Regions from separate parts of the Sus scrofa genome. Here all the other regions are linked to region 1. The links are chromatin contacts, called in public HiChIP or PLAC-seq maps. All regions are on one chromosome and are shown on one strand. Each heading gives the region's core, a stretch centred on a gene start, on an enhancer-like site or on the middle of the called end of the contact. The rest is flanking DNA. Distances are from core to core; before and after follow the strand shown. Region 1 overlaps FANCC (Fanconi anemia group C protein). Region 2 overlaps C10H9orf3 (aminopeptidase O). Region 3 overlaps C10H9orf3 (aminopeptidase O).

Region 1 (3,807 bases), core at 1,215-3,714:
CATTGCATCTCAGGGAATGAGCAAGGCCCAAGGGGCCAGAGAGAGAATGGCCAGTTGGTGGAGCCGTCAGAACACACACATTTATCGACTCAGTTCTTCATCTTGTGTGGGCACAGTTCCTGGCGCCCCAAACCAGTGACAATGATATCATCAAAGATCACTGATCACAGATCACCATGGCAAATATAATTATAACTGAAAAGTTTCAAAAATTGTGAGAGTCCCCACAATGTGGCAGAGAGATAAGCAGTGAGCAAATGCTGTTGAAAAAATGACACCAATAGACGTGCCTGTCACAGCATTGCCACAAACCTTCAATTTGTGAAAAAACCCACATCTGTGAAGTACAGTGTCTGTGCTGGTCTGTGACCTCCTACACAGGTATGCGCATTGCTGAGTAGGAAGTGGGGGAAGCACTTGGAGCAGCTCAGGGCAAATAGGCTGTCGTTACACATAATACCTTGTACAGAGACTGTCCTGAGTCATTGCTCGTATCAGATTTTGACCTGCACGAGCACAACCATAAAGAGAATAGACCTTAGGAAAAAAGTAATGCGCCCGTGCTGCGCCCCCCGACCTGCAGAGCAAGAAGGGCGCCTCCCTAGGGAAGGACATTCTCAACTCCTCCTGCACCCTGGGGTGAAATGTTTTTTTCTTCCTCTTTGTAATAAATCTATATCTAAAACTGGACAACCCAGGAGTTCCCGCTGTGGTGCATCGGAAGCAAATCTGACTAGGATCCATGAGGTTGCAGGTTCGATCCCTAGCCTTGCTGAGTGGGCCCGGGATCCAGCATTGCTGTGAGCTGTGGTGTATGTAGGTCACAGACATGGCTCAGGTCCTGCATTGCTGTGGCTGTGGTATAGGCTAGAAGCTGTAGCTCCAATTTGATCCCAGCTTGGGACCTTCCATGTGCCATGGGTGCGGCCCTAAAAAGTTAAAAAAAAAAAAAAGAAAAGAAAAGAAAATCCATTCTAACGTAAATTCTACCAATATGATATCAGGTACCTCTTACATGTGTTCTTTCCCTAGAAGCATTCGCGTTGAGGCTTTGCTGAATTCTTTGTAACATCATACCCTTCCGCTTCCTCTCAGCTTCCTTGCTTTTAGAGTAGAAGTATTTTATTCATTGTCTCTCCTAGCCTCCTCAGACTGTCTTCACGTGTTCCTTTGGCAGCTGCTCCCTCTTGATCTTCTCTGCCCTCTCAGCATCGAGCCAGTGCTCTTCTGTTCATCGTCACTGCTGCAGGCTTAGGCGCCAGTTATTCACTCCTCCCCACCGCCACCACCAAGACTCTTAGCAGTGCAGGAGACAGAAGTCTGGCAGCCAAGCGGGGATCAGAGGATTGGCCACAGTAACGACCTGCCATAGCCTGGCAGCCCCATACACACTCCTGGCCGTCTCTGTTGAAGAGCAGAACCTAGAGCCGAAACCTCATGGGGCTCCTGGTGAACCCAGATCCGCCTCAGCTCGTTGGCGGGGCCACCTGCAGGGAGGGGTCTATGAGCAGCTGAAGGCACCTCCCAGCCAGCCCCATGGAGGTGCCTTGCACACTCAGCTGCTGGAAGAAGAGAGGGAGAGCGACCAGGCCTTGAGCCCTGATCCAGGCACACTGCCCACCTGGGAGCAGGGAGCGCGGGGGAGCCCCGCGGCTCAGCTTCCTCATCCGTGAGGTCTGCAGGGCAGAGACCCCGTGGAGCCTGTCCCTGGCTTTCGAGACATAACCCAGCGCACTGCCCATGTGCCCTGGTCCATCAGCTCGCCCTCTCGTGGGGACAGGTGTAACCTGCTCCCCTTCTTCCCTTTCGGTCCGCTGCTTTGCAAGCCGGATTTCAGACCATTCATCACTTGTTCTCAGGAGGACTTGGACAGCAGGAAGCAGTGACTCAGGGAGGTGGGAACAGTGCTCGGAGCTTGGGGATCCCAGGGACCAAGCAGGGGAATAGGCGCCCCAATCCAACAAAGACGGAGCCTGCAGCAAGGCTCAGAGCTCCCCTCTTCCAGGAGCTTCGGGCCAGTCCTGCTCCATTTTTCCCAGGGGAGATGTCAAACTGCTGGCACTGTCACTGTGCAAAATTAATGGTCCTTCCCTCAGCAGATTCTCCTCTTGAACTGCAGCTCCCAACTCCCCGTGTGACAAAGGATAGCCTCACAAAAGCTTTAACCTCTCAGCATTGAGAGATACATGATGACAGGAAAGAATACAATATACAGCTCATTAAAAATTCGTAATTGCCAAAATACTAACCAGAACCTTGTGTTTTGCAAGAAAAGCAATAGCACACGTTTCTGCCTGCGTCCCTCCTCTGGTCTCCGTCTGCACCCCAGGGAGTCCCTGCTTTCCTGGCTCGGGGCTGCCCTGGTGGCGGCCTTGCAGCTGTGAGGCCCCGCTCTCAACAGCAGCCCAGCTGCGCAGGCCACGCAGAAGGCAGAGCGGCGCCTGAGGGCTCTCATCTTGCATCACGCTCACTGGCCCTGGGCCAGCATCTTCCTTTCTCAAAGGCCAGTGCTCACTCAGGGTCCCTGGATGTAACGATTTCAGTGTCTGAGGTCCTCAGGGCACTGGAGGCTTTGAGAGGCAGGCCTTTGGAAGGCCCGGGACTGGTTCAGGGTGGCATTGTGAGCTCTCTTCCTGCGTCTAACTTGTATCCCTTGCAAGTTGTACTCCAGTGGATAAGAACAATGGGAGCCAGCCATTCGCAAACATTACAGTTGCTTTAAGAAACTAAAGGAGAAAGAAATCACGTTGCCCGGCTGCCATGTGTTTTGGTTCTGTTCCAGGTCCTACGGAGGCCCCTTTGAGAGCTGGTTTTTGTTCGTTCACTTTGGAGAATGGGCTGACATCGCGGCTGAGCAGTTGCTGATGGTGGAGGCTGAGGCCGAAGCCCCTGAGGCCCTGCTGTGGCTCCTGGCATTCAGCGGCAGCCCAGGCGCCGGGCGTCGGCAGAGATCACAGACCATGGTGGGTGGCAGGGTCCACGGCGAGTGGCCTCCGGGGCTGGTCTCTTGGGAGCAGAAAGGAGCCTGCAGGAAGGGGCTGGGCAGTAGCTTGGCTTCCCCTGACCCGAGACCCTCCCCACCAGCCCCTCGGGGTTTGCGCGTGGAGCCATGCGTGGGCTGGGACGAGAGTGGGAACTGGGCCTGTGATGAACTGGAGGCCACTCTGCTCTTGTCCCCTGGGTCATTTCCCCTCATGTTGCCTGCAGCCACCCTGTTCTGATTTATAGGCGCGCCTGGTCTGGGGCCGCACCCTCCACGGATCATCTCGGGGTCTGACTGCTTTTCTGAGGAGCGGCCTGGCGGGCTCTGCTTCTGTCTTGACTGAACTCCTGTCTTGGATCAGTCAATAGATCCTCACATTACGGGCTTTGTTGAGAACTCTTACTGAAGTAATCACCTGATATTAACCACTTAGCTTCTGCAAAAGGACATGGTCATTTTCTAAATAACAGAGCAGCAAAGTACAAGAGTGGCTAACTGTCCGTGGAAAGACAGTTGTTATTTTGTGTGGAATAGAATAATTACAGGAGCAGCACTCTGATTAAAGGCATCGGCGCCTTCCTTGCAAACATTTATTTGCTGGTTTTTAAAAGTTCAACTGCCAGAGCTTTTTGTTGATTTTAATAATTAAAGGGAGCAGGTTTCTTTATGTAGAGAGCAGTGCTCCTATTTGCCTGGTGTGTTCTGCAGTTTGAAAACAAAGACCAGTTCAGATGTGTCTGTATATTTTACTTGTTTAAAGGTATGTTACATGGCAGAGGGAAGAAAAGAGTTTGGCATTTTAAAAAGCTAAAATTTGGTGATGA
Region 2 (3,940 bases), core at 381-2,880, 260 kb after region 1:
TTGATGTTCTGAGTCAGAACGGATCCTATCAGAGCTGTGAAGGGCCCTGGTGAGGATGATAAGGGGTGCTGACCTAGTGCCATTCCTCACCTTGGGCTGGCCGAGGTGGTAGGAAGGGGACCTTCAGCCGTCCTGGCTGAAAAAGGCCAGGTACCTTCCACGGCAGGAAAAGAGTCAGAGACAACAGGAAACCAGACAGAAAAATAAACCCATTCTTTAGAATGGGAGGTAAATTCTAATATTCTTTTAATGTAGAGTCAAAGAATTTAGGCTATGAAAAGTAGGGAGGATGCCTTGGATAAAATACTTTCTTTTCCTTCGCCAATCCTGGGGAACAGGCAGACTTATGTGTGGACTGCTGAGGCTGACATTGAAGTGACATCTGAAAGCAAACACCCCAGTGAAACTGTTATGTAAACCGAAATGGCTAGACATTCCAGGCCCTTGCAGCACAGGGCAGGCTGTGCTGACCATAGCTCGCCACCTGGAAGTAGCCAGTATTTCTCAACAGAAATAGATGGATGCAGATATCCCCTTTGATTTTACAGTAAAGATAGTATTTTATTTTATTTTATTTTGCTTTTTAGGGCCACACCCGAGACATATGGAAGTGCCCATGCTAGGAGGTGAATTGGAGCTACAGATGCTGGCCTATGCCACAGTCACAACATTGCCAGATCCTGAGCCCAATCTGCGACCGACAGCACAGCTCACAACAACGGCAGATTCTTAACCCACTGAGCAAGGCCAGGGATCAAACCTGCATGGATACTAGTTGGGTTTGTTACTGCAAAGCCCCGATGGGTACTCCTAGAGATAGAATTTTACACTGGATAAAACTGTGTAAGTAATGGTGATCTCAAGTTGTTCAAGCTTTCAGAGCAAGGCTTTATAAACTTGATAGGTAGTAACAGGAAGACTTTGCTGTTTCCAATCTGAATGGTAGGAACTAAATTTAATCAAAACAGCAGGCCACAGACTGAAAAGTATATAATATAATATGGACTAATGAGTTATTAGCTCATGTTCACTACAATGAGATTAACTCCCAACAGCATCATAATCAGATCTTGGTATTTTGCTGGGTTAGATCTACGTCCAAAGGACGTCTAGCCAGAAATAAGGTTAATGCATTTCACATTAAAATTCTGACTTAAGTTGCTTTTAAAAAAATCTTCACATTTCATAAACTGATTATGAATCATCAAACCCCTCAAAACCCCTTACATAAACAGTCTTAAAAAAAAATCCTTTTTGAACAGTAGTTAGTTACATGGATGCTGCTTGCATTTTTAATCAACCAATGAACTTTATTTGTAAAACCAAAGATATGATTTTCAAAAGCCATATAAATTTAATGTGCATCACACCAAAAAAATCTGCATATTCAAGTGAACGGCTTTAAAAAAAAAAATTCCTCAAACTAAAAACTGAAGCCATTGATCTCTTCTACCGGCTTTTCTTAAAGCAAACAATCTGAAACATTCTTTTTGAAAAGTGGCTTCACTGATGCTTGTTATATTTTTAATCAACCAATAAGCTTCATTTGTAAAATGCAAGACTTGGCTTACTAATGCCATGAGGCCTGGGCAGAATCATCAGAGAGCGGAGCCCTGCATTTCCTTTGTGCATGAGAGTTAATAGGATTAGGGCTTGAAGAATTGAATAAAACCCTGAGCTGGTTAAGATGGATGTATCACATTTCAGGGTTCCCGTTTCATAACCGGCATGCCCCGCATTTCATAAAATAAAACATGCTGGGGAGCTTATTTAAATGGTTCTTCAGGAATACGCTGATTTCAGAAACTTTAAAAGGAAACGAGTGTCCATTTCCTTGAGCCATATGGCTTTCTGTGTACTCAGCCTGCTCGGTTTTTTGGCGTGCTCCTGCTTCACAGTCAGCCATTCTCAGCTCTGGTCCAGTTACGTGGAGAAGGGAGGACACATTTTTGTGCCCAGAGAATTTCTGTGTATGATTTGATAGTCTCTAATTTTCACAACGATGCCATCTGCACTGGCCTTCAGCAGCTGTGAATATGAATATAGCCAATCGAACCTCAGACGCCAAAGACCTGTTATCTTCCTGCAGATCATGTAATGGAACTGGGGGTCTGCTGCTTTCTGCTATCAAGGTGGTTATTATCAAGTATAATTTGTGGTTGGAAATGTTTGGCATTCCTGTCTAGCAGTAGCCCAGAATGTTTAGAATAGATTTTTACATAGGAGTTCAAACATCTGTCCGTTTCAGGTCAGAATTTCTGTGAGAACTTAAGCGTATAGTATCTAAACAAATGCAGCTGTCCCAGATTAAATGGGAATGGTTTCTTGCATTACGATGCCAAGAAAGGGTCAAGTTTAAAATTAAGACTATAAGAAGAAGCTTAAGAATGATAAGCAAAAGGTATTCTCATTCTACAAAATGCCAGGTAATGTTACCAATTAAGAGCTGGACTTGAAGGCTGTTTAAGCACTATCCGGGCAAAAGACTCCTTTAATTAGCAGTTTATAACACCAATTTGCCTAGGGATTAAAATGCAGCATTACAATTTCATTATCGATTCCTTTCATTTGCAATTCCTCTATTACAGGAAGCCAGTTTGAAGTGAAAAGTGCTTAGTAAATGAGAGCTGTATATAAAACTGCAAAGAAATAGAACGTCAAATTTTGGAAAGGAAGTCGAAAAAGATTATTAAAACAAGCTGTGATGATCTTAACAAAGACACACAGAACCTGTTACTAGGAAGAGTTGTTTGGTCAAATTTCCTGTTTTTTCCTAAGTCCTGGTTTGTTTTAAACATGTCGTCAGCGCACAGTTTATTGCTTCTGATTAACGTCTCTACATGTAAAATCAAGAACTGTTCTCCCGGACTTCTTATTTAAAGATTTTCTAAACAATAAGGATTTTCTCTTTCTTCCCCAGACTGTGGTCTTCACCCTAATTAAGCGCTGATTAGCCGTGGATCAAAATAGTTGAAAATTAATATTAGAAACTAGAAAGTTACCCAAGCATGGGTTAATGAAAGTGTTGGAAAATGAGAATTTCATAAAATGTCACTTTATTCCTAAGCAATTTTACTGCAAGAGTCTAGAAATCACCTTGGAATGCTACAAAGCACCTCAAATCAAAGCCACACTAGTGTTGAGGATCGATCTTTGTCCTGTTGTGTTCGCTTAAAAAAAAGAAAAACGTCTCTGCAAAGACATAGCTGACTTTAACGGCAACATATTATAAAATTAAAAAAAAAAAACTGAATCATACCATTGTGTGTGAAATGTAGGGAAATAAAAATTCCTCCCTTGGGAAAAGAGTATAAAACATTAACATTTTTTTGAGTATTTTATAAATTAGGCAGCTTCATTAAACACATACCATTAGAAATCTCTTCTATTACTGACAACACTTTTCTTAATGGTCTTTACATGTTTAAAAAATGGCTCCTGAAAATGTGCATTTATATTATATAAATAAAACCTTAATTAATATAAACATACCCCAGATATAAACTTTTTAGAAATGTCAGCTCAAAACTTTCCAGTCTAAATAAATCCTCTTATAAATGGTCCAGCAAAGCCATTTTTAACGCATTTTTTCTCCTAAAAAGCTCATAGAGATTTACAGGCACAATCCAAAAGAGAAACTAAAATAGCTTTGAAGAAGACTGAATGTTTCATTCATGTCATAAACAACTCTAAGCATAGCCAAGAGATGGACAGGTTTGGAAACCAACTAAGGCAAGGGATTTTATTTTCTTTTTAGTACTTACTATTATTTGTTTCTCCTGTTTATTGTTTCCCTCACTCGAAGCTCTCAGAGTAAAGACCACATCTGTCTTGTTCTCTGCTCTCTTATACTTCGCATAGTGTCAGGCACATAATAGACACAAAGGAGTGTCTCATGGAAGAATTCATGAATGGTTTGATGAGCTAAAGCTAAAAAGAC
Region 3 (3,404 bases), core at 876-3,375, 330 kb after region 1:
AAGAGAGTTTTAAGATTATTCATATGAACTCTGATATGTAATATTTAAAATACTGCAAAACCATTATACATATCATCCCCCCAATTTTTCAAATGCCTTAAAATGGTCATTAATAATCTACCCATCTTAGTTCATGAGGGACTGCTTAATATCATCTATGAAAAAGCATACTCAATTACTATAAAATGGCATCCATTATGATTAAGACCTTGTCACCAAAGAAGTGCAGAGGTATGGAATTTATGATCTTGCACTTATGTTTACAAAGGGTGGACTCAGGAAAGAACCATTTAATTTGCCAAGAAATCCTCTGATCTCCGATGGGTTACAACTCGTGGGACAATGGCAAATTTCAATGTAGAGGTCTTTTGGAGTGGCTTCTTCTAGACTTGGGATTTCTCCACTCCTGTTTAGGGTACAGAATGGACCTACAAGACTGTCATTTTTGTTCCAGTTTGCTTTACAGAGCCCCAAGCCGAGACTTGACCATAAATAAGGCAACAGGGCCCCAGGAGCCGGCTGAGTCATAAACTCCACTCAGTTGCATGTGGCTCAAGGTGTTGGGATCCCGAGAGAATCAAGCCGAGCAAGTGGAATCAATTTAGGTCAGAGTTAGGAAAAAACAGAGTGCCTCCCCACCCCCAACTGGCAGGGGAAGATGCCACAATCCCCCCTCCACTGTTCAAATACAGGGAACGGTCACTACGCCCAGGAAAACATCTAGACCAGGGCAGACTATTTCCACAGTCTAAAAAGAAGGAAAAAAAAAAAAAAAGATATTTGACAATCAACCACAGATTTTTAAATGTACGGTTCTCCTGTTTTTAAGCATAGAAGCAGTCTTGTTGCTGCTAAATTATTATCACCAGTACATTTTTTTGACATTTGTGCCCAGAACCATTTGGCCATAGAGTACTTAGGCTTACTTAAAAACAAAACAAAAAAAAAAAACAGAGTTAAGCATGTTTAAATCAATTTAAATATCTCAAAAAGCAGCAAACACACATTCTACCTGCTTGGGCATGCAAACTTAAAAAGAGAAGCTTTATAGATCAGCCCACAGGTCAACAAATTCGGGTTTTGGCAGACTGATGTCAGGAAGGAGCTCTAGCAAATAAATGTAGCTCTGTATGAAAAATACTCTGCTTCTGGTTCCCTCAGGTCAGAACTTGGAACTGTTAGCAAAAATGCCCTGAAAAACTGCAACTCTCATAAAGTGCTAAAAACTCCAAAATAAATATAGCCCCGCCACACGGTGTACAAATGAGAAACATTTAATGAACAACCCTTCCTTTGCTAATAATTCTGCTCAAATTAAGTCCAGCAGACTCTTCAAAGGGACCAAAGAAGCCCCCTTGTTAAGACAAATTCTACATAGAGAGAGCCAAGAAATTACATGATGCACGTAACCAAATACATATAATTATCCTAGTTTTTACATTCCTATTATCTTCATGAATATAGGATAAAAATCCATGTAAATGACCTTCTCAGGCTTCCTCAAGCATTAAGACTAGCCAGCCAGCTTTTTAAAAGTGTACATATGTAGTAAAGATCAAAAGCAAATGTTCTGGTCAGTTCTTTTCTACTCATGGTTTTACTAAGAATGTGTGCAGTTTCAGGGAAAACACCACAAATGACAGCTGTTCAAAAGCATGGAAATTAATTGGCGGCAGGAATTGCCTTGACTAATAGGGAAAAACTTAAAGTCACATGTTTTGATGAGCTTATTTTTCCCATCCTTAGTCAAGGATATTCACTGTTCATGATTAAAATTTCCAAACAGAAATATAACCAAGAAAATCCTGAGTATATAACCAAATCAAATGCTGTGTGAAATGGACAATAGCATTAATGAATGAATCTGAGGCATAAATAATATACAGGGAAAGGTTCAACTGGTGGGTCTTGATTTTCTATGGGAACTAACAGGGGATGACAATAAGAGCAATGCATTTATCATATGACAAAATTGTAGCAAGACAAGTGACGGCCCCACGCTCCCCCAGTAAGTTATCTGCTTTGAGTGATTTTTCTAGAAGTGGTGATAGGTGTACACGGACCCATCCACATTTCTCTCTGACAAAGGGGCTCTCACACTGTTGCCCTCGTGACCAGTGGTGAGAACGGATGAGACAGCTGGTCAGGATTACATGAGCAGCCTCTGCCCTAGAACCACGTTGCATTCCTCTGTCGGGAGCTGTGACCTTGGGCTCATTAGCATGATGCTTTCACCGCCTAACCCGACGAGCCACCCATCAGCCACGGGCCAACATCCATCACTCTGGGGGCACAACATGCTCTCAATCCCAGCTGCAATGTGAGCTTTTGATTTTCGAGGCAGCTGAATTGAGCCCAGGATGCCCTAAGGCTCATGCATGGGGGAGTGGGCACACACTGAGACTCCAAGCATGAGCTGATGGTGGCCCTTCCAACCTAATCGGATGGCAGCTCTGCCAGAGCTCAGGGAAAGAAAGAAATGGCCAAAGAATTTCCAAAGCATGTCCTCCAGGTGCCACAACAGAAGAACGTACCTGGCCATCCCCAGGCTTGGGAAGCTGGCAGGGACGATGAGTACATCCAGTCTGGAGAACGGGTGTGTTCCCAGGACAGAGTGTGCTGCTGAGAGGCAAGGAGGGATCAGCGGCAGAAGGGCCTCTTGGCAGGCACCCTGGAGGCACCCTGGAGCAAAAAGCCGATGCGGGATGACCTCCTGGGTGGTGGCAGAAGCATTCTGGAAGCGGCAGGGGTATTCCACATGTCCACAAACACCAACATTCCTGGGGAGAACACAAAATAAAGAGATGTGCTTTATGGTGAAACAGGTTCATTCTTCTGGCCGTGGAGGTGAGGAACTCTCAAGACATAGATGCCTTCGAGGAGTTCCTGTCATGGCTCAGTGGTTATAAAACCCAACTGGTATTGTATCCATGAGGACACAGGTTTGATCCCCGGCCTTGCTTGACAGGCTAAGCATCAGGCCTTGCCGTGAGCTGTGGTGTAGGTCACAGATGCTGGGAACCCAAGCTGCTGTGGCTGTGGTGTAGGCCAGCAGCTATGGCTTCAAAGTGACCCCTGGCCTGGGAACCTCCATATGCCATGAGTGTGGACCTAAAAAGACAAAAAAAAAAAAAAAAAAAAAAAGAAGTAGACAACTTCGAGACAGCGGTTATGATGGGCTTGGAAGGAAAGAAGTTCACTTGAGTTCTTGGAGTGTCAATCTCCGTAGAGCAGTAAAAAAGTTACAGGTCAAAACTTATCCATCTGCTGAATTGACTAAGGATCTTCAACCTGTGCTAGTGAAAGTAGTAAAAACTTATTTATTTATTTTTTTTAAGGGCCGCAGGTATGGCATATGGAAGTTCCCAGGCTAGAGGTCGAATTGGAGCTGCAGCTGCTGGCCC

Evidence for each region. HiChIP or PLAC-seq counts read pairs in DNA pulled down with a chosen protein or histone mark.
Region 2: a contact with region 1 is called in an H3K27ac HiChIP or PLAC-seq map of skeletal muscle. The contact joins two enhancer-like sites. A contact is called at or near these places in 3 of 47 Hi-C or Micro-C datasets (embryonic fibroblasts, fetal heart ventricle and heart right ventricle) and 2 of 2 datasets of contacts at active chromatin or transcription factors (alveolar macrophages and skeletal muscle).
Region 3: a contact with region 1 is called in an H3K27ac HiChIP or PLAC-seq map of skeletal muscle. The contact joins two enhancer-like sites. A contact is called at or near these places in 2 of 2 datasets of contacts at active chromatin or transcription factors (alveolar macrophages and skeletal muscle).

The regions. Positions count from the first base shown.
Region 1 is chr10:27,045,682-27,049,488 of Sscrofa11.1, forward strand. It overlaps FANCC (Fanconi anemia group C protein), which reads left to right. Exons shown (of 14, transcript XM_021064601.1): 13 at 2,783-2,963. Among named protein-coding and RNA genes, the nearest start is that of MIR24-2, 32 kb to the right of the region's middle. Within about 2 kb of position 2,465, at least 16 of the 83 cell types and tissues checked have an H3K27ac peak or open chromatin away from gene starts, as enhancers often do. A contact at or near this core is called in skeletal muscle, where this site is marked.
Region 2 is chr10:27,311,086-27,315,025 of Sscrofa11.1, forward strand. The region is part of intron 5 of C10H9orf3 (aminopeptidase O); the gene reads right to left. Among named protein-coding and RNA genes, the nearest start is that of C10H9orf3, 160 kb to the right of the region's middle. Within about 2 kb of position 1,631, at least 21 of the 83 cell types and tissues checked have an H3K27ac peak or open chromatin away from gene starts, as enhancers often do. A contact at or near this core is called in skeletal muscle, where this site is marked.
Region 3 is chr10:27,376,111-27,379,514 of Sscrofa11.1, forward strand. It overlaps C10H9orf3 (aminopeptidase O), which reads right to left. Exons shown (of 19, transcript XR_002336299.1): 5 at 2,535-2,780. Among named protein-coding and RNA genes, the nearest start is that of C10H9orf3, 95 kb to the right of the region's middle. Within about 2 kb of position 2,126, at least 5 of the 83 cell types and tissues checked have an H3K27ac peak or open chromatin away from gene starts, as enhancers often do. A contact at or near this core is called in skeletal muscle, where this site is marked.